Linked DNA regions of Mus musculus: all the other regions are linked to region 1. The links are chromatin contacts, called in public HiChIP or PLAC-seq, Micro-C and promoter capture Hi-C maps. All regions are on one chromosome and are shown on one strand. Each heading gives the region's core, a stretch centred on a gene start, on an enhancer-like site or on the middle of the called end of the contact. The rest is flanking DNA. Distances are from core to core; before and after follow the strand shown. Region 1 holds the start of Rnf139 (ring finger protein 139). Region 2 holds the start of Tbc1d31 (TBC1 domain family, member 31). Region 3 overlaps Gm36819 (a long non-coding RNA gene). Region 4 holds the start of Fam83a (family with sequence similarity 83, member A). Region 5 has its middle 19 kb from the start of 9130401M01Rik. Region 6 holds the start of 9130401M01Rik (RIKEN cDNA 9130401M01 gene). Region 7 holds the start of Zhx1 (zinc fingers and homeoboxes 1).

Region 1 (3,800 bases), core at 884-3,383:
GAAAAAAAAAAAAAAAAAAGCTACTAAGAAGCATTTGAATAATTAATGACAGACAAAAGGCTTTTGACTCATTAATGAGTGTTATCTTTGAACACAGGTATTCTGTGTATATTGCTTGTGTGTCAGTGTGAATATTGTCATAACAGACAAGATAGATGCGTATTAGTTTGTACTTTCAGATCATATTTTATTCTCTATTTTTGAATGGTAATAATACAATTCTCCCCCTCTCTCCTATCACATTTTTACTTTAGTGTTTCTGGACCCTCTTCTCTGTAAGAGCTTCACTCTTTTGACTTTAATTACACTGGGGGCATAATAAGAGAGGGATGAGTAGCTAATTTAATCCCTGAGGTTCCCTATGTAAGATTGTGTCATTCTTTCACTAAGGTTGCCTTCCTCTGGGGACGTTGTCATAGCCACAAGGTTAGTCTCTAGCCATGCAGTTTAGGAAAGTTACCCAGAGTTTCTAGAGTAGATCTGAAAAGGTAACCATCTGGTGGTCTTTTAAAAAATAAAATAAACCAGAGAAAGGTCTTGAGTTAGGATGGTGACAGCGGCTATAGGAAGGATAGGACTCAGTTACAGAATTTGGCTGTGGGTGAAAGAAGCAAAACAAACCGAAGTTTTAAGCTTTAAGATACCATTAGGTTCAAACTCTGGTTTTGATTCTTGTTGGTCTGGGGCATACACAGTCCCACCTGTTAGCACCTTTGTGATCTTGCAATTCGTTTTATCTAAACCAGTCTCAACCTTGATAAAACAGGTAGAGCAAATGCCTATCGTAATAGCTGATATAGAGGCTTTGGTAAAAGAAAACCGGGGCCTACAGTGCCTCGTATACAGATGGAAGAGGGGAAAGTGAGCAAACAAAGCCCAAACCACAAAACTGGGTGGAGGTGCCATCTTCCTGCTCCAAACACCTTCCCCCAAAAGGGTTCTGTTAAAGTCTGATAATTTTATTTACAGACCTCCTCCCTGTGCGGGTGTGGGGTGGAGTGGGAAGGGAGGTCCAACTTCTAGAGTCCTGCTGTAAACTGGCTTGTGCGCTTTGAGCTAGGAGCCCAAGTCAACCAGGCTTCCTGGTTTGCGATTTTGTGTTCCTTAAACCAAAACAGCTAAGTCTACAGTTCAGCCTCTGACCTTACTCTCTTCCTTTGCTGGAGAAGGAACAGAGAAACAACAGCCAGGTCATACCAATTCCACTGATAGGCAAGAAAGAGCGGCGAAAGAATGCGCTCAACTCTGATTAAGGATTTATCCAGGACAAGGATAAATCAAAGACCTCAGAGAGTTCTGGGTTCTTGCTCGTAAGTCAGGCTCCGAAGCCATTAATAAAATGTGCATGACCGTCCACGGGGACAGGGAGGGAGATGTGTAAACAGATGCGAGTGTGTTTTTCTTGGCAACACCTAACAACTCAAGGCCAGTGCCAAGTCTGGCTGGGATCGCCCTGTGCAGCCTCGCAGGTTATTTCCCCTGCCATTCCTCAGGCCTGGCCTCTGGGTGGGGAGAGGCAGGTAGGCAGGGCGGCGTCCTCCAGCTTTTCATCTCCCAAGCAGGACGAGGCGAGTTCAAGGGACACTCACTGGGCTCTACTAGACATTTAACACTGTCGGTGCGCAGTAGCCCAGCATCCCACGCTCGGGGCACGCCAACACCGAGGGGCAGCCACTCACAGGCGCTCGGGCGCTGGGACGCGGCGGGCCGGCGACGCGAGCGCCACCCCGCGGCGAGGCGAGGCGAGGCTAGGCGAGCCGAAGCGGGCGGGGACCATGGCAACGCTCGAGGCTCGCCGGGCCCCGCGTGCTGACGCTGCGCGGCGCGCCGGATTGTGACGCAGGGCCGCGGCGCCGGCTCCGCGTTCTCGAGTGACCGCGGGCGCCGCCTCGGGGGCCTCGCAACGGCAGCAACGGCCGAGGCAGGCGGGGTCAAGATGGTGGCTCCGCTGGCGGGGGAGGCGCTGGAGGGAGGAGGAGCCAGACCCTAGCCGGCCGGAAACACCGACGCCCCGAGGCCTCCCGGCAGCCGCTGCCGCCGCCCCCTGCTCCACCGAGGGACGCGAGCGGGCGGCGGGGCGGGCCGGGCCGGGACACAGGACAGGAGGCGGCCGGGGGCGGAGCCACTTTCGTCGGCGCCCGCCCCGGCCGCGGCCCCGGGCCTCCCCCGCGCCGCCCTGCCTGGCCCGGCCCGCCCAGCCCCGGTGTGGCAGCGGCTCATGGCGGCGGTGGGGCCCCCGCAGCAGCAGGTGCGGATGGCCCAGCAGCAGGTCTGGGCGGCGCTCGAAGTGGCGCTCCGGGTGCCCTGCCTCTACATCATCGACGCCATCTTCAACTCCTACTACGATTCCAGCCAAAGCCGGTTCTGCATCGGGCTTCAGATCTTTCTCCGGCTCCTTGGTAAGGACGGCGTAGGGCTAGCCCGCTGGCCGAGGCGTGCCCTCTCCCAGGCCGACGGGAACGGCAGGGCACTGGTGGCACGCGGCTTGGGGAACCACGGTCTGGTTCCCCAGAGGGCCTTTTGGCGGGGGTGCGGGGACCCGTGGTACTCGTGCCAGCGTTGACAGCTGAGTGGTGCTGGCGGGTCTGTGCCCTGCTCGGTTGGCACCTGGATGGGCGAGGAGAAAGCACGGCTGTGTGAGCATGCGGCTGTCTGTCTGCTGTTTCTCTTGGGGAATGACTGCTGGCTTCCAGCGTCCTATGCGACAGCCCTGGAAAAACAGCTCTCCGGGTCTCGCCGTGTGTGACCTTGGACTTGAGCCAGAGCTTGAGCCCCCTGTCTACCCATTTCACAGTGCAGAATACGTTGTCACTTCTGTGTCTTGGAGTCCACCGGATCGTGAAGTACTTGAGGTAAATGGCCACTCAAGCCATGAATGTCAGTCCTTGAAACCATTTCCAAAAGTCACCGCGAGGAAGGTTATACTTACAACGAACCCCTAAACTCTTTCTATGAGTAAATAATAAGGTGTTGGATGTGACTATGAAAGCTTACCATCCCAGGGTGATGAGACATCTGTGGGAGACTAGAAAGATCAGTCTTCATTTCATATGGATTGAGTGCTAAAAGTATTTTATATTTCACTTTCTATTTCTCTCTGTGCTACATACCAGAAGTGAGAAACACATAAAGAGATCTTTTCCAGATAATTACAGCTTGGCAGGTTTTGTTGATGAGATCATTACGATGAGTTTTTAGGTGGGTTCTTGCTATTGAAAGGTTGGGGGTGCGGGTACCTGGTAGTGAGGTCCTGACCAAGACCTTGAGAAGTGCGAGCGCCTCTGCTGCCTTATTCTCCCAGAAAAGGAGCGTCAATAAAGAAGCAGTTTTGTTCTTGGCAGTAACTCTTCTACATTTGTCTGCTAGAAAGCATTCTCACAGGTTTTACCTAATCCGTCGGTCACTCCTCAAAGGTGGATCGTGTTATTTAGACTTTACAGGTGAGGAAATGAGGTTGGAGAAGTTAGGTGTTTGGTTTCTGGTGCACAGCTGGTGTTTGCCAGAGCGTTAGAAAGGCTTCTGGTGTTCAGGGATGGTTCCCTTTTGTTCTTCCTCAGTGTGCGGAGATGCAGTACCCAGCGCTGTGACCCCGCAGTGCTCACCTTAAAGTTAACAAGAAAGAAAAAGTGGTGGTGATACTCTTCAAGCACAGGGCTTAGTGTCATCTACTGGGGATACAAGTTAGTCGTTCTGCTCTTCTTTATTAAAGCCACTTCCACCATTCTCTGTGTTCGAGAGGAGTCTGCATAGTCATCTCAGAGATAGTACATACAGCCACTGCCTTGAATGTCTTCATGGCA
Region 2 (3,800 bases), core at 513-3,012, 980 kb before region 1:
CAACAACCACAAGGTGGCTCATAACCATCCGTAATGAGATCTGATGCCCTCTTCTGGTGTGTCTAAAAGACAGCTACAGTGTACTTACATATAATAATAAATAAATCTTTTTTTTTAAGTTGAGTTTCATCTAAGAATATCATTCTGGACTATTCTTGTGAACCCTAAATCCAACTGTAACTGTCCATAGTAAATGGCAAGTCAAGCTCTGAGACTTAGAGAGAACCTTGTGAGATACCGACTCAAATAGCCTTGCATGAGTGCCCCAAAGGGAACAGGAGACAGAAGCAGGTGTGGGTCAGAAGTGCGGCTGATCTATGTTAATGAGGGAGCAGTTGTAAGAAGCTTACTGAAGCTGACAAAGGGCAGAGGCTATGTTACAAGTGTCATTACAAATAAATAAATAAATAAACCAAGTACCATTACATGCCTCATTAACAACAAGAAGGAAAGACATACATACACATCGGATAAGTCTTTGGCAGAGCCTGACTATGTCTGGATACACACCTTAAGTCTCAGGAGTCATACACACATCAGATGACTACAGCTCAAAACCGATCAGGAGAGAAAGGTCCTTTCCTAGCAGTGTGGTGAACTCAAGTCGTGTTCCCTTAAAAATATTTACACTCTCTTTTGAAAACCTCATTTAATTTTTACTTTAAGATTTTTCATTTATTTTCATATATGAGAAAAGTAAAGAGATATTTGCAACAAACAAAAGGTGGCTATCCCAGACAAAGAAGAAAATCTTTGTTGCCAGACTCTGTTGACACGGAATGTTGAGAGAATACATTTCTGGTCTTTTCATTTGGTTTTTGGTTTTTCGAAACAGGGTTTCTTTGTGTAACTCTGGCAATCCTGGAACTAGTTCTGTAGACCAGGCTAGCCTGACCTCATAAGATCTGCCTGCTTCTGCCTCCCAAGTACTGGGATTGAAGACGTGTGCCACTACTACCTGGCATTATTTCTGTTTTATACGCCAAACGTGGACCGATTTCATTAGAAATCGACTTGCAACTTCATACATCACTGAAGTGGAGTTAAAAGTATTATCTAAATTGCTTCTCTGTGAATTAAGTGCGTTGGCCTGTTAAGCACGCGGGACAGCCACACGTAGTAAGCACTAAAGAAACACTGAGTGAATTTTGCTAAGTGAAAAAGATTTCCGATGCCAGTGCAGCTGGTTCTTGACGTTTTTTTACTTTTCTAGATTATGAGGAGTGGGTTGCAAACCATAATGTGGGAGCATCTTGTAAATTTACGCAATTAAAGCGTGATGAGTATGGCAAAAAATAAACAAAAACAAACCAAACAAAGCGGAATTCATTTAGGTCTGTGGAGTTCTGCCGTGCCTGTAAGTTCTAGGAAAGGAACTCCTCCATTTCTCAACGAACTTGTCTTTTGCATCTTTGTTATTTCTATAAATCTCTTATTCTAAACGCAATAGAGAACGAAATGCAGGAGGCAGCAAGCTCTCAGGAGAAAAACACTTTTGGTGTCTGTTTGAGCCTATAGGTGTCAGAGAATTGAAGTCCCAGACTTGGTTTTCAGAAAACTACAACTCCCTGAAGCCTTTGGGTCGCAGAATTAGAAGCCTCAGAAAAGGGGTGGAGTCTAGAGAGAAGCCGTTGGTTGTTTCCATTGTCCAGAGTGGAGGGACCACAAGAGCGGAGGTGGGCGGATCCCCGTCCTGATTGGTTGTAACTAGAAGGGGCGTCCCCCGCGTGATTGGCACAGTCCTTGGGGGCGGAGACCCCGCGGCGGCCGCTCGAATTTCCCGGGTTGGGCGCGCGGGGACTGCTGGGTAGCTCTCGGGACGGTTACCCTCACCGGGTCAGCCGCGGATCGGAGTCGGGGTAGGGGTCGGGGTTCGACATGCAGAGCACTGACCTGGGCAACAAGGAGAGCGGCAAGATATGGCACCGCAAGCCATCGCCAGCCACTCACGACGGGTGAGGCCGCGGGCTGTGGAGACCGACGAGGGGGCGGGTCTGCGGGAGACTGAAGTGGGAAGCGTGGAGGAGGAATGCTGGCCCGGGGATTCTGACTCTGGCCGTGCGCTGCATCCCTGGGTTGGGACCTCAGGAGGAGCAAGTAGCTCCGGAAACCGTAGATTGCAGTTGTCCCAGAATCTGGTCCCTGGTCACGGTGAGAGGCAGGCAGGAGAAGGCTCTACGACTTGTGCAAAAGAATTTGCAGTTCAGCTGAGTGCCAGGACTCCACCTGCTTTGATTTATTAATGTCTATTCCAGTTGGGGGGAAAAAAAACTCCAGGAGGTGATGGGAGCAAAGAAAGCAATGCACATCTACCTTTCCAAAAGCCGATGCTCTCCATCCTTAAGTCATTCATTACATTGCACACCTGTAATGTTGAGAGCCTAGTGTGGGCCAAGCACGCTTTTCACTATGGAACAACGCTGGAACAAACTTAAGTTCTGCAGTGAGTGTTGCAGGGCCTGTCATTGGTGCGGGGACTTTTACCCGCCTGTGCTTCCTTTTATTCTGTTTGGAGTAGCGGGTTTAACACGCAGCCTCTTGTGTGACGTCAGTGGGAGTCTTTGCCCCCTCCCCCATTTGTTTTGGTTCCCATGGTGCCTGCCTAAGCGATCTTGGTGTTTCTGATTACCTACGTTTGCGTGGACTGCATAGTATCACTTGGGTTCATACCTCGAGGTTTGTTTCTCAAGAGACTTTTCTATTTATCTTTTAGTTGCTTCCCTAGAAATCAGACTAAGTGTTTTTGTAAGCTGAAAGCAGTTATAAGTGGATCAGCCACTTATTTGACTAGCCAGCCAGCCACTGTGGTTTCTGGTGGCTGTCCACCCTTTATCAGTGCTATTCACCCGTTGACCTATTGAATAAACAATCTTGTCAATAGTGGAGATTCTTCGGCGTTTTCCTTTCAGCTCGGAAAGCAGTTTTGAGCCAGGACAGCTAAGTTGAACCAGCCAGCAGAGCTCAGAAAGAACTAAAAAGGGTGAGCTTACTCAGCAGTAAGTCTCAGAGGTTGAGAACATTCTAGGTTTAGATTAGGTTGTCCGGAGGCTAGAAGCTTTGGGGACTAGGCCTAGGTTAAGAAACAAAAGGCAGTAAGCCTCCAGGATGACAGTTATATCAGGAGAATAAAAAACGTGTGTGTGTGTGTGTTGATGTGTGTATGTATGTATATATGTGTGTGTGTATGCATGTGTGTGTTGATGTGTGTATGTATGTGTGTGTGTGTGTGTGCATGTGCATGTGTATGTGTGTGTGCATGTGTATGTGTATGTATGTATGTATGTATGTATGTGTTGATGTGTGTATATGCAGGTATGCTTGTAAAGCCCAGAGATTAGCATCGGCATCTTCCTTAAGTGCTCTTCACCTTAGTTTTTGAGACATAGACTCTGACTGAACTTAGTGCTCATCTCTTTAGCTCCAGGGAACTGTCTATGTTTCCAACGCCCCGTCACTGGGGTTCCAGATGTGGGCCACGATGCAAAGATTAATTTTTGTCTTTCAACACCATGAAACTCCATAAAGATGAACAGCGTAAGATTTTTTTTCTATATCCCTGATCAATCTGTTTAAAAAGCTCTATGTTTAGACAAACAGGAAGAAAAATAATTTTTTCCACTGCTGAAGATTCAACCTAGGGCTTTGTATATCTTAGGCAAGTGCTTTACCAGTGAGCCCAAGAGGAAAATGTTTAACCCACTTATCAATGTAGCATGTAGCATCTTTCTGTAAGTTTTGAAAATGAGATCTTAATTTGGAATATCAGAACTCAACATATAAGGAACTAGGGAAATGGCTCA
Region 3 (3,800 bases), core at 976-3,475, 940 kb after region 1:
CAAGGGCAGAGTTCCATTCTGCACCTGTGAGTGTCCTCATTGTCATGGAATGTTAAGGAGCGAAGTGTTAGGTGGGGGCTGGGCTTTTGTTCCACAACTAGCCTTACCTATCTGGGTGACCTTGGGGACACAAGTTCTATTGCCACACTTGAATTCCCTATCTGTAAAAGTGTGGTGAGGTGTGCATAATTGACACAGAGCTTTGAAAACATAGTAGGCATCATTAGAACATACTGGAAAACTTGTTATAGGGCAGAGTAGTGACACCTGCCTTTGAAGTTCACATTCACAGGTGTAGGGAGGCATCTGGGAACCTGCATTTCGGACCATTCTAATTTGTTCAGGACGCTCACTTTGAGGGGCCTGGACTGGGATTATCTCTAACATTCAGTGACTCTGTGTTTAAAGGGCTTCTGGACACCAAGTCCTTTGCCGGATGATCAGCACACAGACAGATGCATCAGATATAGCATCCTTCTTCTGTGCCTAGCAGTGAGGGTGTGGACATAGTCAGAAGCTGAGGCAGCCCGTGTGGGCTTCAAGGAGCAGGCACTGGGGGGGACCTTTGAGTCTCAGCTGGCTCTGATTTGCAGGCGGCTGGAAGGAGACTTCTGGGGTGAGGGCAATCGTGGGGTGCTTCAGACATGGCCTTCAGGGAGAGCTTCACAAAATACTCCTTGCATGAGCTCTGGCTTCAGTGCAGCTAAGGGACAAGTCTAGCGCTGCTCTCTAAAGCCATTGAGGCCAACCAGTGGGTCCTAGAACACTGGAGAGGGTGGTTCCTGGTGGCCTGCATCCCGGGACCACAGTCATGCAATATAGCTTACACCTATACCTATATCATATCGATTATTATGTATGTACACATAAATGTACATGCACACAATTTTTATTATGTAGAGTGTATATTTTCAAAGTCTCTTATGTGCTACTGTTTGTATATGGTCCCCAGGTAGGTTCTTGAAGAACATCCTCAGCTATTCATGAACTTCAGCAGTGGTGTGAAATTTGGGCTAGCACACATCTATGCTCCTGGGGATGTAGAGCAAGGCTTCTCATTTTAGTTCATACTGTAAAAACACTTTTTCAACTCACTTTTTCAGTGAATGTGAGATAAATTTCATACAGCCTGAGACAGCGCTGTTGCCTGTGAAATCAGCGTGAACGCATCCAGTCTATTAAGTAAGATGCTGCTCACAAAAACACATAAAATAAGGATGCGTTTGGACGGTTGATGAAATGATACGAGCAGAAGCTATGAAAAGCCTAACCCTCTGTTTCCCCTCGGAGCAATGGTTTAATAACTAAAATATCCATGGCAGTTCTATGGAACAAAACTACCATGAGAAATAGTTGACGGCACTTGTACTTTTCAATGTGTGTCCTTGGATGCTCATAACTGCGTGGATATGTATATTGATGGGTCTTCTCTCTAAGCTGGCATGGAGTGTATAACAAGCATGCTTAGCTGGTTAACTCACACTTTCAAGAGATGAGTGAACCTCCCAGCACAGGGAATCGTGAGAAGCTTTCCTAGTTCTCATTAGTCACAGAGCAAGCCTCACTCTCAGTTCAGCCATCCCTCTGCTGCCTATGTTTGAGCAAATGCCCTGAACTTTTCCTTGGCTGATGCGGACACACTTGACTTTAAAACCCTCACAAACCCTGTTTAAATACAAGCTTACAACCTGCAGAGATGGATGCCACGCTGTGTCCCCTTGTGGCATCACAAGACTCACGAGAAACTTTAAATCAGAGAGGGTGGCTCCCCTCTGCCATATCTGTGATGCAGTTGACCATTTCTTGCATTTGATGGGTGAGTTTGGCTTTTGTGGTAGAGGTGGCGATGGTACACTGTTCAGTGGGTCTTCTTCGGGACCCCTTTGTGAGAACACCAGAACTGAGGTCCCGTAATGGCTCTGGGTGAGGACGTGAGGAAGTCTGGGGCTGAGCCTTGGCCTCTGCAGGCTGAGGCAAGAGGCAAGCTCTGCTCTTTGCATCTGTGTTCTGGTTAGCCTTCTCCCTGAGGTCATGCCAAGCCTCTCCAGTGCATTTCTGAGAAATGTACCAGGAGCCAGAAAGCCCCCTCAGAATTTCACTGGGTTAGGGAGGGAGAAATAACCTCTTAGGTTACCAGGGCGATGACCATACAGAGCCCAAGAGAGTGGCTTCTTTGACCTTGCTGGGGACAGGTGGTTCTGGAGGGGAGCATCTGGGTGTTCTCTGGCTTCTGTCGCTGAGGGCAGACTCCTAACAGGCCTTGGTTGGTCAGTGGAGCGAGAGGGAGCACTGAGGCTGAAGAAACCAGAGGTTGGCAGTCATCCCACATAAACACGCTCTGTCGCTATGAATTATTTCCACGGTCTGTGGACGCTGGGCAGAATCTTCGACAGGCTCATTAATAAGAACCCAGAGGGTCTTGCTCTGGTGGCCCAGATTCCTTGGGGTTGGGGGTGCATGGAAGAGTGGGTGGGACATTTCCTTTTCCTCAGAGTCCCTCCCTCCCCCCACAGATTAGAAATTTGGTGTGCTTTCCTTCCCCAGGAGCATTTTTAGAGCGCTGCAGTCTCCTTGGGAAGAGGCTCTTGAAGGCTGTGTTTCACACATGGTCTCAGTGTCCTGACAGAGCAGATCCGTTTCCCAAGCTTCTCCATGGATACCCTGTCTTCTGCCCCCGACCTCTGTATCACATGCCTTCTCTGTTTGAACTCTTTGTTAGCATCCTTGAAAAAAAAAAAGTCATGTGTCATGCTCTCTGCAGTTTCCACTCCCCAGGGAAGGCTTGGGGCTTATTCCTTGCGCTACCATGGCTCTGTGTAGTAACTTGTGACCTGCAACCTAGCCATTCCCCAAGAGAGCTTGCGTTTCTTCAAACGCAATGCAAGGATCATGGCAATTCATTCCTTAAAAGCTTTGTGTTGGGACAAATACAACCCCAGCCTCACGCAGGCCTGGGGCTGGTGAGTCACATGACAGAAGCCAGCTCTTTATGATTTTTAAAAATATACTGTGGTTCTCATTTTCACACCATTGAAACTACTTGTTGTCTAGGACCCACTCTCTTGAGACTGGCTCATTGGAGTAGAGGACCCTGTCCTTCTGTCTGGCTCTGCCATCCTGGGTAAGTCTCCTTCACAGACTCAGTTTCCCCATCTGCTGATGGTGGTACTCAGCTCTCTACAGAGATCAAGTGATCACAACCAAAGAACACTTGGGATGTGAATGTGAGGAATGGTGTACAATGGTCTTTTGCCTTAATTTTCTAGCGTTTGAGTCTTCTTTACCCTGGATGGCTCTGTGCATCCTTCTTAGCAGCAGGATCTCTGGCCTGAAGGCCAGCCAAGCCTCCAGGACCTCTCATCTGTTGAACACTGAGCAGGCAGCCATGTGCCCAGAGGTGCTCAGTATATGAAGAGTAAACTGCACGGTAAAAGCCATGCATTTACAGAGCATGGTCATGCCACAGAAGCTGGATATGGAAAGATGGCAGCTCTATATGCATATGTAAGGTCAAAGCCCACAAAAGGCCTAGCAAAGGGCAGGGTGATCGTAATGCAGCCGCTGCATTATTCATTCAGAAAGGCAACCGTTGCTCTCTGGCTTTGGGAGACGAGGGGGAGAGTAAACAGACATGGGTCCTTGAAGGGACACAGTTGAACAGCTTAGGGACTGACCTGACTGGGGCAACAGGGAATAAAAGAAAGCAGGCACAAAGGCACAGGCGCAGGAAAGCTGGGACCAGGTGGGTCATGTGCTCTGATAGAACTCAGCAGTTCATTTCATACACCCGTACTAAGGAG
Region 4 (3,800 bases), core at 594-3,093, 900 kb before region 1:
ACCACCTTGGGCAAACTACTCAGTCTTTCTGGTCCTCAATTTCCTATTCTTTGTTCTGAGGTCCAGTAACTCATGTAGCCCTCAATATTAGAGAGCTAGTTTGCCTTAGTGTTCCAGGACTGCCAAGTATGGAAGAGATTGCATGGGTCATTCCAGACAGTATCAAGTCGGGGAGGCACAAAATACCCCTTGGCGTGGATAGCAAATCCCATGGGGTGTTCCCTCTGCCTGGGGTCTGTCTCACTGGAAGGGGACTGAGGAAACGTAAAAAAATCAGAGAGTGTTGAGAATGAACCAAGCGGGACCCAGGAATGAGGAAGAGGGAGGAGGCTGTGGGAGAGAGGAGCAGGTCCACTTCCAGGAGCAAGAAGAGAGAGGGCAGAGAGCCAAGGAGGGATTAATGGGTTTGTCCTCGGGGAACAGGGACCAAGGGAGGAGAGAAGCTAGAACAAGGGGAGGCTTGTCTGAGATTGCGAATTGGGTTCCTTCGTAGTCTGTCCTAAGAGGAAAGACGTTCCTTTTTAAATTGCTTTTCTTGTTTTTGAATTGCACTCTGATTTAAACACTGAGACCATCCTGCTGGACCAAGTCACCTGGGCCACTTCTCTACGGTCCTAGAAGTCTAGCTCTGCCTTCCTTCGGAGAGTGGCAATGGCCCAGAGGCATCAGGCTCTTCCCGGGTTCTGGCTCCTTGACAGCACAAGATTGGATTTCCCTGGCACAGGTCCTTAGCAGGCACTGCCAGTGCCAGGCTTCTGTGCCCCGGTGTCATCCCTCCCGCAGTTAGAGCTTCCTGTAACCAACTGCAGCTTTGTTACCACAAGCACTCAGTGGGCTCTCGGGCGGGCCGGCTGCTGGGGTAAACCCGGCATGAGAGGCCCTAGACAGGCTGGCAGGTAGGAACACTGGGCTGTGACTCTCCTATCACACAGTTCTCAGTGAACCGAACCCCCACCCCCATGTGTCCTATCATGTTCATGAACTCCAGATGGTCACTACCTCATCCCACGAGTCAACCTGCCCAAGACAAGCATCTTTTTCCTGTGCCGTTCAACTCCCCATGGCCCTCTCCACTTTTGCTTTCTGGAGTCCTCTTCCAAGATGCCTGCGCTCAGCTCCTCTTCCTAGCCTGTTTCCTGCGGAGCCCAATCGAAGCCAGTCAGGCTTCCAGATGTTCCATCCCACAGCTGTCTGGGACCTGGTCTGAAGAGAAAGCACAGGTTACTTCCTCAGAGGTCACAGAGTTCATTCACAGATGGCACCCCTCCTCCAGCCCCGACATGGATCCTATGGGTTCCCAGGCCACGAAATAGTAGCCTGACTTGCAGCCATACTCCCCAAACGGTCAGCACACTGCCCAGACCTAGGAACTCTGTGCAGACTGAACAAACAGGTCAATAGCAAATACTAGACAGACACTCTTTCACGGGACAGGGAAGGGGTGGGCAAGAAAAAGAGGGGGTTCCTGGGGAAGTTCTCGTTGGCCTTATATGAACCCAACGGAGTTTGAGCCAGGGAGCACAAAGGGGACCTGTGCCCAGTCCTCCTTGCTCCTGTCTATCCCTTGGGCTGGTTCTGTGGGGCTGGAGGAGTAGCTCCTCACTGTAACAAAGGCCGGAGGGTTCCAGGCCCTCAGTGTTGTGCAACCAAGTGGGAAAGCCGGCTCAGCCTGAGGCTGAAGCGGAGGAAATATCCCATGGTTGACTGTGCCAAGGCAATGACTGATCCAGCCCTCTGACTTGTGGGCAGGGTGGTGGCTCTCGGAGATAAGCCAATCCCTGGGCTGCAGGTGAGGATCCCCAAGAAGCATTGTTGGGGCAGTGAGAACCATTTCTCCAAGTAGGCAAGAGGGGAGGAAGGAACTCGGCAAGCCAGTATGGGAAGCCCATAGCTTCCTAGGAATACTGGGAGCCCTATTCCTCCCTGGTGTCGTCCGCATTCTTCCTACGTCTGGAAGAGCTCCGCGGTTGGCCACCCCTCCACGACTGAGCAACACAGCAGCATGAGTCGGTCAAGGCATGTGGGCAAGATCCGGAAACGTCTGGAAGATGTCAAGAACCAGTGGACCCGGCCAGCCAGAGCTGACTTCAGTGATAATGAGAGCGCCCGGCTGGCCACAGATGCCCTCTTGGATGGCGGTCCAGAGGCTTACTGGCGCGCCCTCAGTCAGGAAGGAGAGGTAGACTTCCTGTCCTCAGCGGAGGCCCAGTACATCCAGGCCCAGGCCAAGGAGCCCCCTGATGCCCCCGATTCTGCCGGAGGGGCTGAGTCAGGACCCAGAGGACTGGACTCCTGCTCTTTACAATCAGGTACCTACTTCCCTGTGGCTTCGGAAGGCAGTGAGCCAGCTCTGCTGCACACCTGGACTTTGGCTGAGAAGCCCTACCTGAAGGAAAAGTCCAGTGCCACCATCTACTTCCAAATGGACAAACACAACAACATCAGAGATTTGGTCCGCCGCTGCATCTCCCGGGCCAGCCAGGTACCCACGCAGAGCTGAGGTCTGCCTAGTGCTGTGCGGGATGGAGCGGGGATTAGATAGAGCTAGGGGCTTGCATGCTGTTTTCACAGGCTTGCCCAGGAGCACAGACCCTTGATCCCTATACAACCTGGGTCCTGCGCCACTAGCACCTATCCCTGGCACTATAGTCTCTCGTGTGGGAAGGATAAATCCCTTCCTTGGCTCCCCAACTCCTTTTTCCTACTGCTTGCCACTCACCCCCGAGTCCCCTGCATATTCTCAAGCCTCTGGCCTCTGGCTTCAGGACTTTGGAGACTCTGTCTGTCCCTGAACCATCCCTGCTTTTCACTCCGGTTCGTGCTCTTTTTTCGTTAGTGCTTCCAGATGAATGGGCGAGGGGACTTCACTAGGACATATCCTTGTCCTTTTGTCCTCTCAGCCTCTATTTAGATCTAGTTGCCCACAGGTCACCCTGTAGCCCCTGTATCAGGCAGCTCTATCGAAGCAGAAAGTGAGGCAGGGAGAGGGTCAGAGAAAATTCCCCTCTCCCCGGACAGCCCATGTTTTACTTAGACTCTGGAAAGTCCTTCTGAACAGGGCCTCAGCTGACAGGACCTCAGGCATTGGGGCCAATGGGGCAGGAGTTCCCAGTGCCTCTGCATGTCTGCAGTGGTTGCCAGTGTCAACTGGGGGCTGGGTAGAGAGGGTTACTCTCTGCTATCTCTTTTTTTCCCAAGTACACAGGGTTGTGGGTACCCATCCCTCTTTCCTGAAACTGCAGAGGGGCAAGGGAGAGAAAGTGAACTCCAAGGAGGAGAGAAATCTGTCATCCACGGTTGGGGGTGTGGCTCTGTGGTAGAGGGCCTGTTTAGCATAGATGCCCCAAGTTCAATCCCCAGTATGGGAGGGAGGGTCATCATAAAGACATCTCTCTCTCTCTCTCTCTCTCTCTCTCTCTCTCTCTCTCTGTGTGTGTGTGTGTGTGTGTGTGTGTGTGTGTCTGTGTATGTGTCTGTGTGTGTGTCTGTGTGTGTGTGTGTGTTGGTCTCTGTCTCAAAGTACACATTGATTTTTGTGTTCACTCCTGGCTATGGTCCTGGGCTCATGACTGGATCCCCTCCCAGGGTCACAACATTGTATGCAATTCTAAAGTTTTTGGGAAAGCCACCAAGAGGACTGTGGGGAAGCAGAGTTCTGGAAATTTAAGTAGAAGGTGGCATTGGGTGGAGCTACTGTGTGGCAGGGCTGCTTGGGAACTGGTACTTCATGACATGATGGCCCAGAAGGGCCCAGGCAGACTGTCAGGAGGGCTACCCTGTGACATCTCAGGCAAGTGCCT
Region 5 (3,800 bases), core at 364-2,863, 870 kb before region 1:
CTGAGCACTTGATAGCATTTTATTCTCAGCACTTTGAAAAGTTAGAAGTCTCTGCATTTATTGATGACCGCTGCAGAGAGAAGTTGAAGGTAGTTCTGATTTATGACTATAAACATCAACAGTTAGAATGCAGCATGACAATATGACCACTTAACAAAAACAAAACAAACAAACAAAAAAAAACGGCAGTAGGTTTTCCCTAAGCCTTAGGGCCTTAGGTCTATGGTCTTGACTTTGATAAAATTTATGGTATCAGGCATGAATGACTTCCCATGGAGCAGGCTTCAAATCCAATCCAAAAGCAGTTGGTTACCCCTGTACATTTGTGCTTCTATTGCACCAATGAGCACATCCTTAATAGGATGCAGGGTTGGCCACGGGTATAGCCGATGTCTCTTTTCTCCCTCACCCTTACCACCTGCAGCCTGCACATACCTTTCAGCTCCGTGAGAGCGAGCCAGCAGGGAAGAAATCTTCAGGTCAGTTCCAGCTTGATTTATCTGTCCTAAGAAACCAAAAGTGCACTGTGCCACCAGCACTAAGATCGTACCATCTAGTTCTTGTGGGCAATGGCAATAAACCTATGCTTTGGGGAGGCTTTGGGGACTCTCTGGCCAATAGCTTCTAGGGGAGTACCCCACTCCTGGCACTGGGATTTTTCTCAGACTCATTTCTGAGGCTTGTGCCCAAATCCCTCTCATCACCTCCAAACCCCGCACTCTTGGAGTTTTGCATACCGTCCGTGTCTGCTGGTCCCAACCCCATCTATACCATCTAGAAGCCGAGTTAACTCAGAACACGTGGGGCACTAACAGTGTAAATGCTTAGGTGTTAATATAGTGTATATGTTCAGCTTCTGTTCTACAGTAGGGAATGTAGATGCATTTTTACAGTACAGAGTACAAAGGCTCACACACCCATCCCCCACCCCCTATTGTTTTCTTGCTAGTTTTAGTTCCACTTGGGGTCATAATGACCTGTGGCTTTCCCTCACTAGGGACCTGTGGCTGGAGCGGTCCTTAACTGACAGTCACTACCACTGAGTGAAGTTCAACAATGGCATCTGTACATTCCCAGTGGGCACATCTCTCTGCTCTGAGGATCCAGGGATGGTAGGCAGTACTTCCCCTATAAAGGTTACCAGAAAGACCTGAAGAAAATGGCAGGATTTTTATGTTGTAGAGGACCCAAGAGAAGGGAGTGCTTTAACCAAGAGAAGGTCCACACTGCCCGGACATCATGGTGGCTGCTAATGACCATATGCTTCTATAATCTTCTATCTCTCTCCCCCACCCCTCCTCTCTCTCCTTGGAGTGGCCCATTACAGTCACTGGTTTGCATACAACACTGATCGTGTATTGCTCCACCTGCACTGTCAGAGCCCAGAGACCATCAGTGTCCCCACCGGCCCCAGCAGGGTAGTAGCAATGCCCTGCTTAGACCCCGTGTGTCACCACGGCTCCTCAGCTGAGTGCTCGTGGGAAGCCTCATTCCTGCAGGGCCATTGTGACACCCCAAGACTGCTTCAACAGGACAAGCCAAGGAACTTCCACCTTTGTGTGCCTTCACCGCTTGCCCCGCCGGCCCACCATCCACGTGACAGAGCAGCTTCTTCAAACGCTCCCTTCTCTGGACTTGATCCAAGATGCTGTTGGACACAGAGAAACTGCCAGTCACTTTCTCAGCTTCCTCCTCGAGAGTGTTGTGTGTCAAAAAAAACTGTCATTAGGAATGTAAACATTGCACACACTCGAGGTAGCAAGCAGAGATGCAACCCCTCTTCACTGTTGCTCCAAGGCAGATGTGGTTGGTTCTTCTAAGAGCACCCAGCCATCCTTCCTCTGCAGAGGGGGTGAAGGAGGCTGGGCCACGCTTCAGAGTGTGCTGAACAGAAGTCCTGAGGAGACAGCCAGTAGGACAGTGGTCCCACGTGTGCACAGGGCTGAGGGAGGACCACTTCGCTGTCTTCCCCACCGGAGAGAGAGTCTCTGCCTTCTACCCTGGGGACCCTGGCTTGGAAACAGATTTCTAGAGGTTCGCACTGACATAGGTGAGATCAGGTCTCCTGCCTCCCCTGAGCAGCACGGTCCAGGCCTCTCCCTTGGCTTCCCACGGGTGCAGAGAAAGAAGCCAGGCAAACTCTGAAGGCAGGGAAGATGGTACATCCCTAGCCAAATGGGCAGGAGAGGAACAAAGAGGGTGTGAACATGTCCTCCCAGGGGACAGGACAGGCCTGGAACTACTGTGCCATAAATACCATGCCTGGGGCACCTCAACAGCAAGCAATTTATACTCTTACAGATCTGGAGTCACAGCTCAAGCTACCACCTGAGTCCCAGAAGGCTCCTGCCCTACACCACCTGTGGTGATCCTTAGCTTGGACCAAAAGGCACAGAGGAGACTGGTAAAGCACACCTCTCGGTATCTCTGTCAGGCTTTTCCTCACGTGATTGGTTCCAGGCGGGCTATGATCAACCAATGCTTGACCTCACTGAAGGATGTACGGCACCAGGAGAGCCTCGGACCATTCCCAGCATGCTCTCTGCTCTCTGTCGGCCTGCGGTGTAAGACGTGAACCTTCAGCTGCTGTTTCAGTCACCATGGCTGCTCCTCCTTTCTTTCTGCCATCTGGAAGCATAATCCAAATAAACTTCCCTCGAGAAGTTATCTGGATCATGGTTTCTTGTCACAGCCATAGGAGAGCAACTAACAGAGGGCATGGCTTTGAAGGAGTACCTTGCCTTGGCCTCAGCCTCTCTCTCTCTCTCTCTCTCTCTCTCTCTCTCTCTCTCTCTCTCTCTCTCTCTCTCTCTCCTTCCTGACTGCCATAAGGCTGTTCTATCATATCCTTCCACTGTAATGTTTTACCTCACAGAAACCACACCAGCTTACTATACCCTGTAACCTCTAAAATCCAAAACACAGTCTTTTTCCCTTAAAGGTTTTTTTTTTTAAAATAGGAATTTTGTCACTCACAATTACAAAAAAAAGAAAAAGGAAAAGGAAACCCACAAGATTACTTCACCATGCATGTCCCTGAATACCCTTCCGCGTATACTCGTGGAAACGGAAACTGGAGTGGGAGTTTAAGGAGCTGGAAATGGGAGCAAGATGATAAGCGGGTGAGCTTTAACGGTTTATGTTATGTGTTGACATGACTAGACTGTGGGATGCCCAGTTAACTGGGAAGACATCATCCTAGGTGTGTCTGGATGGGATTAACTGCTAGACGTGGGAAAGCAGAGATCCCTTCTTACTGTGCTCGGGCTTCATCTAGTCAGCTGAAGCCAAACACAATAGAAAGAGCCACCCCTCCACAGTCGAGACAGGATTCCTCCAGTCTGTTGGCCTTCAACCTAAAGCGCTAATTTTTTTCTTTTTTAACCTGACCTAAAACAGTTCTCTGGCCTTGAGCCTGTGGCCTACACCTAGAAACTACACTGTTGGCTCTTGAAGAAGGAGCCTGAAGATCTTGGGACTTGCCAGTCTCCATTATCATGTGATCCAGTGTTTTTATTGGCCTTTTCGTTCTTTTTGTCTTTCTCCCCATCTCCGTCTCTTCCTCTTCTCTCTTCTTGGTTCTGTTTCTGTGGAGACTCTTAACTAGTATAGATTTTGATACCGTGGATTTAAAGGTCTTGCTTCGAAATAGTCACATTCTAAGGTACTAGGGTTAGGGCCTTCCTTTCCCTGGGGATGTAGGGCAGACCTCTTAGTCACTGACTAGCAGGCCTTTGATGGAGGTTCAGGTGCCAGAGGAACCCTGGCTTATCCACCCCAAGGTGCTTTTCCTACCTTTG
Region 6 (3,800 bases), core at 672-3,171, 850 kb before region 1:
TCAACATTAGTTGTCTCAATCAGTCTCAATCTTGTTACCTCAAGACAGGGTCTCTCACTGGACCAGTCAGCTAGATCGGCTGCCAGCAAGCCCCAAGGTACTCCTGTCTCCGCCTTCCTGTGCTGGTTGGCACGCCCAGTTTATGTGAGTGCTAGGAATCATGAATCCTCATGCTAGACGCCAAACACGTCACTCACTGAGCCACCAATGACAATCTTCATGATGGCCCAGATTTTAAAAAAAATATTTTTAATACATGTTATACGTATGTGGGCCCATCCACGCTACTGAGCACATACGGAAGTCAGAGCATAACTGCTGGTTGGTTCTCTCCTTCTACTCTTCCAGCTCTGGTGATAGAACACAGTTCATCAAACTCGGCTGCAGGTGACTTTACCTGCTGAGCCATCTCTCTGACAGCCCAATTTTTATTAAAATGATAAGACGGCCTGTGAGATGCCTCGGCGGGTAAAGGCACTTGTCACTAGGTCGGACAACCTGATTTGATCTATGGGCCCCATGTGGTGGAAGGAAAGAATCAACAACTGCAGTTTGTCCCCTGACCGCCACACAGTGCCATGGCTCTCTCACCCACACACAAATAAATGAACGTGGTTTTAAAAAATAAAAGTTGTAATGATCACATGTCTATACATGTCAATGACAGATTTAAAAAATAAATAAAAGCACACGGTTTCAACCACAGTGAAGTTATTGGAAATGACATCACCAAGTGCAGTCCAGTGACTCTTAAAGTGCTATCTGCTTTCTTTTAGAGCAATTGAGAGTGAATAGGGACTGACAAAATTGTGCACAAGACGTAGGAAACTGTGATTATGGCGATGGTCCTATTATAAAAATGCTACAAAGGCACACAGAGCACAGGAAATTTTAACTGGAGTCAGGTTTCTGTGCATCCCAGACAAAGATTTGGAGGATCTGAGGACACATCTGTAAGACGACCTCTTCTGATGTAAACCCACTGGACATAAGGTGAGATCCAGATGTAACTACCAAGAAAGAATTAAAAAAAAAGGATGAAAAGCATTCTGCATGCCCAATTTTCCAGCCCCAAAGAAGCATCTCCTATTCTCTTTTACAATAAAACCTGCTGAGGCTGAAGAAAGTCTCTAAATTCTGTTGACTCAGTACAGTTAACATTGTAATAGCTTGGTTGTATTCTGAGAAATACACTTCACTGAGTATCAAGGCTCATCATAAGCGTGCTAAATTAGTGCCTCTCCTTCTACTGGGCCATCACAGTAAGAAAAACTTTGTTCTATTCTTTAAACACTGGGTCACTCGAGACGAGGTATTTGAGCCACCGTTAGGTTCGGCACTCTGCAACCATTTAGTCACATAGCTAGCCATCCCAACTCAACAATAACATATCCAAGTCTCAATACATTACTAGGAAATGATGAAACATAATTAGCTTGGAACTATTTTATTCTTCTAGGCAGCCAGCAGGCCTGCAAGGATGCTACGGCGGAGCACCTGGGCGGGGCTGGAGGCAGGAAGGGGGCGTGTGATGCTAGCCCGGGCCCGCCTGCAGGACACGTGGGTTGAGGGTGGGGGACGGAGACAGACAACCCGAGGGTACAAGAGTGAAGTCGCCGTGCTTGGTTGCAGGGCGGGTGGACAGTGACGGTGGTGGGCCTCGCCGCAGGCCGGCTCCAGAGCGGAGCGGCAAGAGGGGCAGCCGTCTCACCTGCGGCTCGCAGAGCTTGGCGCGGTAGGGGGAGGGCGGCTCGGGCCGGCGCTCCGGCCTCTGCTCGAACACCGAGTCCTCAAATTCGCCGCCCAGCACCCAGCATCCGGTCTCCATCGCGCGGAAGTGCAACTGGACCTCGAAACGAGGCGACACCTAGAGCGACGCCCATCACCCAGCCTCCAAAGCGCGCGACAGCAGCCGCGCCAAGGCTGCCGAGGCAAGGTAGAGTGTAGAGCGGCACCGGCGCGCCGCCCACACGGAAGCGGTGGGTTGTCGGCCGGAGCGTTGCATTCTGGGAGTGGTAGTCTTTCAGCGGCTGGGGATTTCCGTGGTGGAGCAGAAATTCTTGCCTGACTCCAGGGCCTCCTAAACCACCCAACAAAGGTTTTGACCTCTTTGTGTCTAGAGCTGGATAGAGTGAGTTCCTCCTGAGTACCTCGAATAGTCGTGGTCTCTGGAGAGCCAGTTAACTTGGTAAGTATCAGCTTTAAACCACTGACAGTATTCTCCCCATTTTATTTTGCATTTTATTTCTAAAATTTCTTTCCCAATAACTGTGAGAAGAGCCCGGTTATTCTTATCTTGTAAAAGGAGATACTGGGCTTGAAGAAGTCAGGTAACTTGTTCAAAAGCCCAGGGTCTCTGAAGAAGAGACCAGAACTCTTCACGCATTTACTAAAAAAACTAGACATCACAATTTAAAGACTTGGATCAAGGCTAGCAGAATTTTGAGACTTTCAAGAAACGTTTTGACTCTAGAATGTAAAGGTCGTGGACAAAACACTGGCTTGTGTTATAGAGCACTAATGTGGAGCTAGTAATAAAGCTTTTCTATTTGCCCTCACACTTGCTCCTCTTCCACCAGTTGCTTCCAGGGTTTTTCCTTCAGCCCTATTTTCTACTCTACAGACTCGTACAGGGCAACCCAAACCACCTCCCCGGATTTCAAAATTCATCTGCCCTTGGCTCACCAAATGTGGAACTCAGTGCATATTCAATAGCCTCATTGGAAGAGTCCACGCAGGGAGCCTCCAGGCAGTAGCTACTGTGGGATCCATCCAGAGAAGTTCTTTTTTAATACCTGGGGTTTTTGTTTTGTTTTCTCATCAGAAATGCAATACTTCTTATTAAGAAAAATTCAGATATTATAGAGAATTATAAGAAAAGTTCCTAATATCACCAGGAAAAAAATAATGTCCTAAAAAGGGCTATACTTGCCCTAATCCCAGTATGCCCTGTCTATGCCCAGAACTGTGTCAGCACAGTACTGAAGGACTGCAAGAGCCACGTGTGTGTGGCTCTGTTGCCTTGGCTCGCTAGCTGTGTGACCCAGTCTATAAAATGGGTATTGATTAAAATAAGGCACACAAAGCTTTAGAGGTGAAAGGGGTGTCATGGGTGTATTCAAGATCTCTGCTCCAGGAGCGGAGGAAGAGCAGAGCAAAGGCGGGCAAGGAGGAGTTCTTCCAGCTTTTTCTTTATGAAAGATATTTGATCTCAGAATGTCTTCCCTCCTGCTCAGGCCTGCTAGCTCTAGCCTCCTGCCCAACAACTGAACCAGAGCGTGTGCTAAAATGGCAGCAGTTGTTTAAGGGCTGCACGTGGGGAAGTGATAGCTCTTTGCCCTTTGCACTCAAGATTCCTGGGCTCAGTAGTTTCCAACCTTTTGCTAAAAGAACCTCCTTGCTTACTCTACTCCCACAGTCATGGCAGATTTGTCTACAAAAAGAAAGCTATGTCTATTGACTAGTAATTGTTTACCTTTCATTTGAAAATGTGAACCCAAATTTTTTTTTAAGATTTATTTATTTATTTATTATATGTAAGTACACTGTAGCTGTCCTCAGACACCCCAGAAGAGAGAGTCAGATCTCGTTATGGATGGTTGTGAGCCACCATGTGGTTGCTGGGATTTGAACTCCTGGCCTTCAGAAGAGCAGTCGGGTGCTCTTACCCACCGAGCCATCTCTCCAGCCCCCCCAAATCTTATATAACAGCCAAGGCAGGCTTCTCCCAGCTTGAGTCTACCAGCATTGCCTCCTATGATAGAATCCCAGTTGAGAGTGAGAATGTAGCCATTAGGGCC
Region 7 (3,800 bases), core at 860-3,359, 810 kb before region 1:
AGTATCTAAGATTGAGATGGTGGTACACACTTGTAATCCCAGCACTGACAAGGAAGAGGCAGGAGGACTGCCATGGCATCAAGGCCAGACTAGGCTATGTTTTGAAACTTCAATTCAAAACAAAATCTAAGATTATGCATTTTACTTTGCCTAAAATTAGTCTGTATACTTTTAAAATGCTTGGAGGATGGAGAGAGAAACTAAGATAAAAAATATTCATGAATGTCCTTTTCCTTATATGCCCTGTTACCCAACTACTGTCCCTGGCAGCACTCAGCCTTTCTTTCCTTCGCTTAAAATCTGGAATCAGAATTGCTTCTTTAGAAATAATCTATGTGCCAGTAGCCTTGTTTGAACAAACTTCTATTAATCCCCACTGCCAGTTTGAAATAATGACTTTTTCAAGGCATTTTAAAAAGAAACAGGTAATTACTACTGCATACAAATTAAAGTGTTAGGACAAAGACTTCTGAAATACAATGACCAGCACCACAAATAGAAAGGTGTACTTGTGTACCCCACAATACACAGTCTTTTCCTGGGGAAGGAGTGGTCCTTCCGGATTTTCATTTGCCATAATATTAATCTCCGAGAGAATTGCTTCTTCGAATTGCATGGAATCCCACCCTAAAAATGTCACAACTTCTCAATCGGCCTTTCTCATAATTTCCTCCTAAATTTTATCTCTTCTTGGTTTGTTTTGGTCTTGTCTTTTAGAGAAGGGTTAGTGACAGAAAAGTACTGTGAGCATTCCTACTTTATCTATGCTTCTTCTCTACATTCAGTTTTCCAATTGCTTTGCCCAGAGTAAGCTAAGGATAGCAAACAGAATCTTATTCTTCCGTTTGGTTCGTTTCTTACTGGTACCTTTGGAGTACCGAAACAAAGAATTCTAAGTCCCTCTCTTGGAACTTCGGTGTAAATACACAAGAAATGAGTCAGGGCTCGGCTTTCCTGCCATCAGACCCCAGTCCTTTTTATTCCCTCCTAGCCAATTCCCTTTAAGCCCCAAGGCTTGGAGTTTCCTCTGGTCCATCGCTCTCCCAAGTCTGCACTCCCGCTCCACTACCTAAGCAGAGACAAGTGTGTTTCCACCCTCTTTAATGAACTTCTCCCCTAAAAGCCTGCTCTTCCTCAAAATATACTTCGCACTATACTTCTTGGGGATGCAACTCCTGAGTCTTCTCTGCTGAGGTTTCCCGTTGCTCCGACCCCAAAGCCAGTGCGCTACAGTCCAGCCGGAGATCCTTGGCTGACTCTTCAGAGGGGGGCTGCGCCGTGTCCCCACGAGGTGGCCTCACGCCTCCGGAGGCCCAACGCTGGAGATCTTCCCCAGGACCCGCACGGTAGTTAGGGTCCGCTGTCCCAGAGACGTCCTTCCCCCCAGGGAGACCGGCTCCCCATCCCCTCTGCGCCCCCAAGTTACTCAGTGCTCTCCCAACCAAGGCGCTGGGGCTTTCCCTCCAAACCCTCCACCCAGAGCTCCGTCCTCGCTCTGACAACCCCCGAGAGAATCCGGGAGCTGCGACTCCGTCCGCCCCGCCGCGGGGCAGGCCCAGTTCCCCCCGGGTCCGATCTTGCGTGCCCCAGCACCGTGGGCTGGGTCCCGAAGAGGGGGGGGGTGTCTGTGTCCCGCTGCTGCCCCGTCCCGTGTCGCGCCAGCGCCCGCGCCTCTCGGCTTCCCTACCCGCCGCGAGTTCCTGCTCGGGTTCCACCCGCAACCGCGAGGCCCAGTCCCCAGCCCGCTCGCGCAGCTACCTGCAGGGGCCGCCTCGCCTCAGCGCCTCGCCGCCGCCATCTTGCATTTCAGAGCGACTGCACTTTTCAGGGAGTCAACTCTGACCCGTGAACCCTAACCCCGGAACCACTCGGAGGGCCCTCGCGCGAGGGGGCCCCCCACGGAGCTCTGCAGCCCGGCAGAAGCGCCGAGAGGCCAGGCCAGGGTGCGAGAGAGACTCCGCTCCCTGAACCCACAAGGGCCGCGAGGAGGAGCCAGCCGAGGCGGGGACGAGCCGGGCACCCCACTCGAGGACTCCGCCGCTCCTCTGGGATGCGACCCAGGCCGCTCCTCTAGAACCGGGCGCTGCGGGAGGTGTGCGCCGCCCCGCCCTCTGTCAGGGAGAGTCACGCCCCCTGTCAGGAGGGGGCCACGCCTCTGTCACTAGAAGCCACGCCCCGTCGCGAGAAGCTCCTCCTCCAGGGCCTGCGAGGCTCCGCCCCGTTCAAGCGATTGCTCGGCCAGCGGTCGTCAGAAGTCGGACCCCGCCTCCCGCGACCTCGGTCGCTTTCTTCCCTTGAAACTGCCTAGGTCCTCCGAAACCAACCCCATCTCTCCCGGAGCCGGCGTCCTAAGGCCCCGCCCCTCCCTAAGCCACGCCCACTGTCACTCTCGGCTCCTCCTTGGCAGCGCCCTCTGGATGCCAGCCGCGCCCCCACCCGCTGTCAACAGTCCCGCGCTCCTGTCAGCCGCTGCTCCGCCTCTTCCTAGCCCGAGTCCAGCAGGAGCCCCGTAGTTCCAGCTTTGGACGGGAAAAGTTAAGTGTGGCCCCACTTGGAGCCTCCCGCCTCTGCTTCCTGCTGCCGTCCCTCTTTCCCCGGAGAGCCACTGACTGAAGCCGAGCTCTCCGCAGTGGGCACCAGCCCCGCAGCGCGGCCAGCCGAGGACCTCAGCGTCTTCCCCACCTCTGCCCTTCAGCCCTCTCGTCATTGTTCCATTGAATATAACAAACGAGGGCGAAAGGAAACCACTCCGAGTGTTCGCTCCTGTACTCGCCGCTCCGGACGGACGTAAGAGAACTCTTTGGCGCCTGGATGTTTAGTCCCCACCCCCATTCCAGTCATGGACCCTTTTGTGTTTTGATAGCAGAGCTCCACCAAGCCACACCAGCCCGAAAATTTGCACTCTGCATTTACATGAAGGGAAGACCTGGCTGCTGATATCAACGTGCACAATATTTAGTTGCATCCTAAAATTCTAAAACTTGTGTATGCTGAGGCTTAATGGTCTCACCAGCAGAGGAACCCAACCCTGTCCCACTCTCGGCCCATTCTTAAAACAAAAATTAATAGCGCTCAAGCCCCTTGAAACTAAATTCAGAATGCAAACTACTTATACAAAGAATTTAAGAAATCAGTGTAGTTTTTAATAGAAAGTGGTTTAATGGAAAGTATTTATAATACAGTACTAACATCAGTAAAATAAAACAATGCATTCTCCACAATGTATTTAATACACAATGTGTTTAAATACACAATGTATTTATGTATCCCTCATAAGAAAAATACAAGACAAAAAGTTACACACACACACACCAGTTTATGCTCACCCCAAAGACAGTTCCAGGTCCACTGAGAATCCCAGTTTAGGATTTAACTCTGAACAAAGAAAATATTTTAAATTCAGATATTCAACCTTTTGTTCATGCATTCAACCATTTGCTTTTTGAGGACCACATGTGCCGGACACTAAAGGAGATGTAAAACTGAGTAAGGCCATCCTGTTGTCCGTTGGTATCTAAAAGGGATTGTTCTGGAACCCTCCATGATACCCAAATAGAGTGTTGTTCAAGTCCCTTAAATAAACTGGTATGGAATTTGCATATAATCTGTGCACATGCCCCGATGGAATTTACCTCATCTCTATTAGGATGATGTAGACACCAGGCAAAGAGCTGCTGTACTGTAACTGTTTAACATACCGAGACAAGAAAAAAAGTTGACTCGTTCAGCAGAGATGCATGATTTTTTTTTTCCTGAACATTTTGATCCACAGTTGGTTGAATCATAGATGTGGAAGCCAT

What was found. Promoter capture Hi-C pulls out the DNA fragments that hold promoters and counts their contacts. A called contact is a pair of places that touch in the nucleus more often than the background predicts. HiChIP or PLAC-seq counts read pairs in DNA pulled down with a chosen protein or histone mark. Capture Hi-C pulls out chosen DNA fragments and counts their contacts.
Region 2: an H3K27ac HiChIP or PLAC-seq map of microglia shows a contact between it and region 1, with 5 times the contacts expected there. The contact joins the promoter of Tbc1d31 here to the promoter of Rnf139 in region 1. A contact is called at or near these places in 6 of 39 promoter capture datasets (the C10 cell line, HPC-7-derived erythroid cells, embryonic stem cells and 3 more), 5 of 115 datasets of contacts at active chromatin or transcription factors (the SCID.adh cell line, astrocytes, bone marrow-derived macrophages and 2 more) and 2 of 9 other capture datasets (adipose tissue and liver).
Region 3: a promoter capture Hi-C map of pre-B cells shows a contact between it and region 1, with 4 times the contacts expected there. The contact joins the enhancer-like site here to the promoter of Rnf139 in region 1. A contact is called at or near these places in 7 of 39 promoter capture datasets (the 3T3-L1 cell line, the C10 cell line, embryonic stem cells and 3 more) and 2 of 115 datasets of contacts at active chromatin or transcription factors (large pre-B cells and pancreatic cancer cells).
Region 4: a promoter capture Hi-C map of liver shows a contact between it and region 1, with 2.1 times the contacts expected there. The contact joins the promoter of Fam83a here to the promoter of Rnf139 in region 1. A contact is called at or near these places in 11 of 39 promoter capture datasets (the 3T3-L1 cell line, 3T3-L1-derived adipocytes, the C10 cell line and 7 more), 2 of 484 Hi-C or Micro-C datasets (CD4 T cells and forebrain), 4 of 115 datasets of contacts at active chromatin or transcription factors (cardiomyocytes, embryonic stem cells, extraembryonic endoderm stem cells and 1 more) and 2 of 9 other capture datasets (adipose tissue and liver).
Region 5: a contact with region 1 is called in an H3K27ac HiChIP or PLAC-seq map of microglia, with 5 times the contacts expected there. The contact joins the enhancer-like site here to the promoter of Rnf139 in region 1. A contact is called at or near these places in 4 of 39 promoter capture datasets (hippocampal neurons, liver and pre-B cells), 1 of 484 Hi-C or Micro-C datasets (frontal cortex) and 2 of 115 datasets of contacts at active chromatin or transcription factors (embryonic forebrain and microglia).
Region 6: a contact with region 1 is called in a promoter capture Hi-C map of pre-B cells, with 3 times the contacts expected there. The contact joins the promoter of 9130401M01Rik here to the promoter of Rnf139 in region 1. A contact is called at or near these places in 9 of 39 promoter capture datasets (the 3T3-L1 cell line, 3T3-L1-derived adipocytes, the C10 cell line and 4 more), 1 of 484 Hi-C or Micro-C datasets (frontal cortex) and 1 of 115 datasets of contacts at active chromatin or transcription factors (embryonic forebrain).
Region 7: a Micro-C map of embryonic stem cells shows a contact between it and region 1, with 7 times the contacts expected there. The contact joins the promoter of Zhx1 here to the promoter of Rnf139 in region 1. A contact is called at or near these places in 13 of 39 promoter capture datasets (the 3T3-L1 cell line, the C10 cell line, cranial neural crest and 8 more), 6 of 484 Hi-C or Micro-C datasets (cerebral cortex, embryonic stem cells, muscle stem cells and 1 more), 6 of 115 datasets of contacts at active chromatin or transcription factors (the SCID.adh cell line, bone marrow-derived macrophages, effector CD8 T cells and 3 more) and 1 of 9 other capture datasets (liver).

Annotation. Positions count from the first base shown.
Region 1 is chr15:58,887,096-58,890,895 of GRCm38.p6, forward strand. It overlaps Rnf139 (ring finger protein 139), which reads left to right and starts at 2,134. Exons shown (of 2, transcript NM_175226.4): 1 at 2,134-2,399. The coding sequence starts at 2,219. It also overlaps a transcript of Tatdn1 not described here.
Region 2 is chr15:57,910,437-57,914,236 of GRCm38.p6, forward strand. Tbc1d31 (TBC1 domain family, member 31) reads left to right here and starts at 1,763. Exons shown (of 21, transcript NM_001081396.2): 1 at 1,763-1,955. The coding sequence starts at 1,879.
Region 3 is chr15:59,824,071-59,827,870 of GRCm38.p6, forward strand. Gm36819 (a long non-coding RNA gene) reads left to right here. Exons shown (of 3, transcript XR_384128.2): 2 at 3,052-3,121. Among named protein-coding and RNA genes, the nearest start is that of Gm36819, 2.6 kb to the left of the region's middle. Within about 2 kb of position 2,226, at least 42 of the 459 cell types and tissues checked have an H3K27ac peak or open chromatin away from gene starts, as enhancers often do. A contact at or near this core is called in pre-B cells, where this site is marked.
Region 4 is chr15:57,984,060-57,987,859 of GRCm38.p6, forward strand. It overlaps Fam83a (family with sequence similarity 83, member A), which reads left to right and starts at 1,844. Exons shown (of 4, transcript NM_173862.2): 1 at 1,844-2,482. The coding sequence starts at 2,003.
Region 5 is chr15:58,013,823-58,017,622 of GRCm38.p6, forward strand. No RefSeq gene overlaps it. Among named protein-coding and RNA genes, the nearest start is that of 9130401M01Rik, 19 kb to the right of the region's middle. Within about 2 kb of position 1,614, at least 50 of the 459 cell types and tissues checked have an H3K27ac peak or open chromatin away from gene starts, as enhancers often do. A contact at or near this core is called in microglia, where this site is marked.
Region 6 is chr15:58,032,373-58,036,172 of GRCm38.p6, forward strand. It overlaps 9130401M01Rik (RIKEN cDNA 9130401M01 gene), which reads right to left and starts at 1,922. Exons shown (of 6, transcript NM_029418.4): 1 at 1,712-1,922. The coding sequence starts at 1,828.
Region 7 is chr15:58,074,399-58,078,198 of GRCm38.p6, forward strand. Zhx1 (zinc fingers and homeoboxes 1) reads right to left here and starts at 2,110. Exons shown (of 4, transcript NM_009572.4): 1 at 1,759-2,110.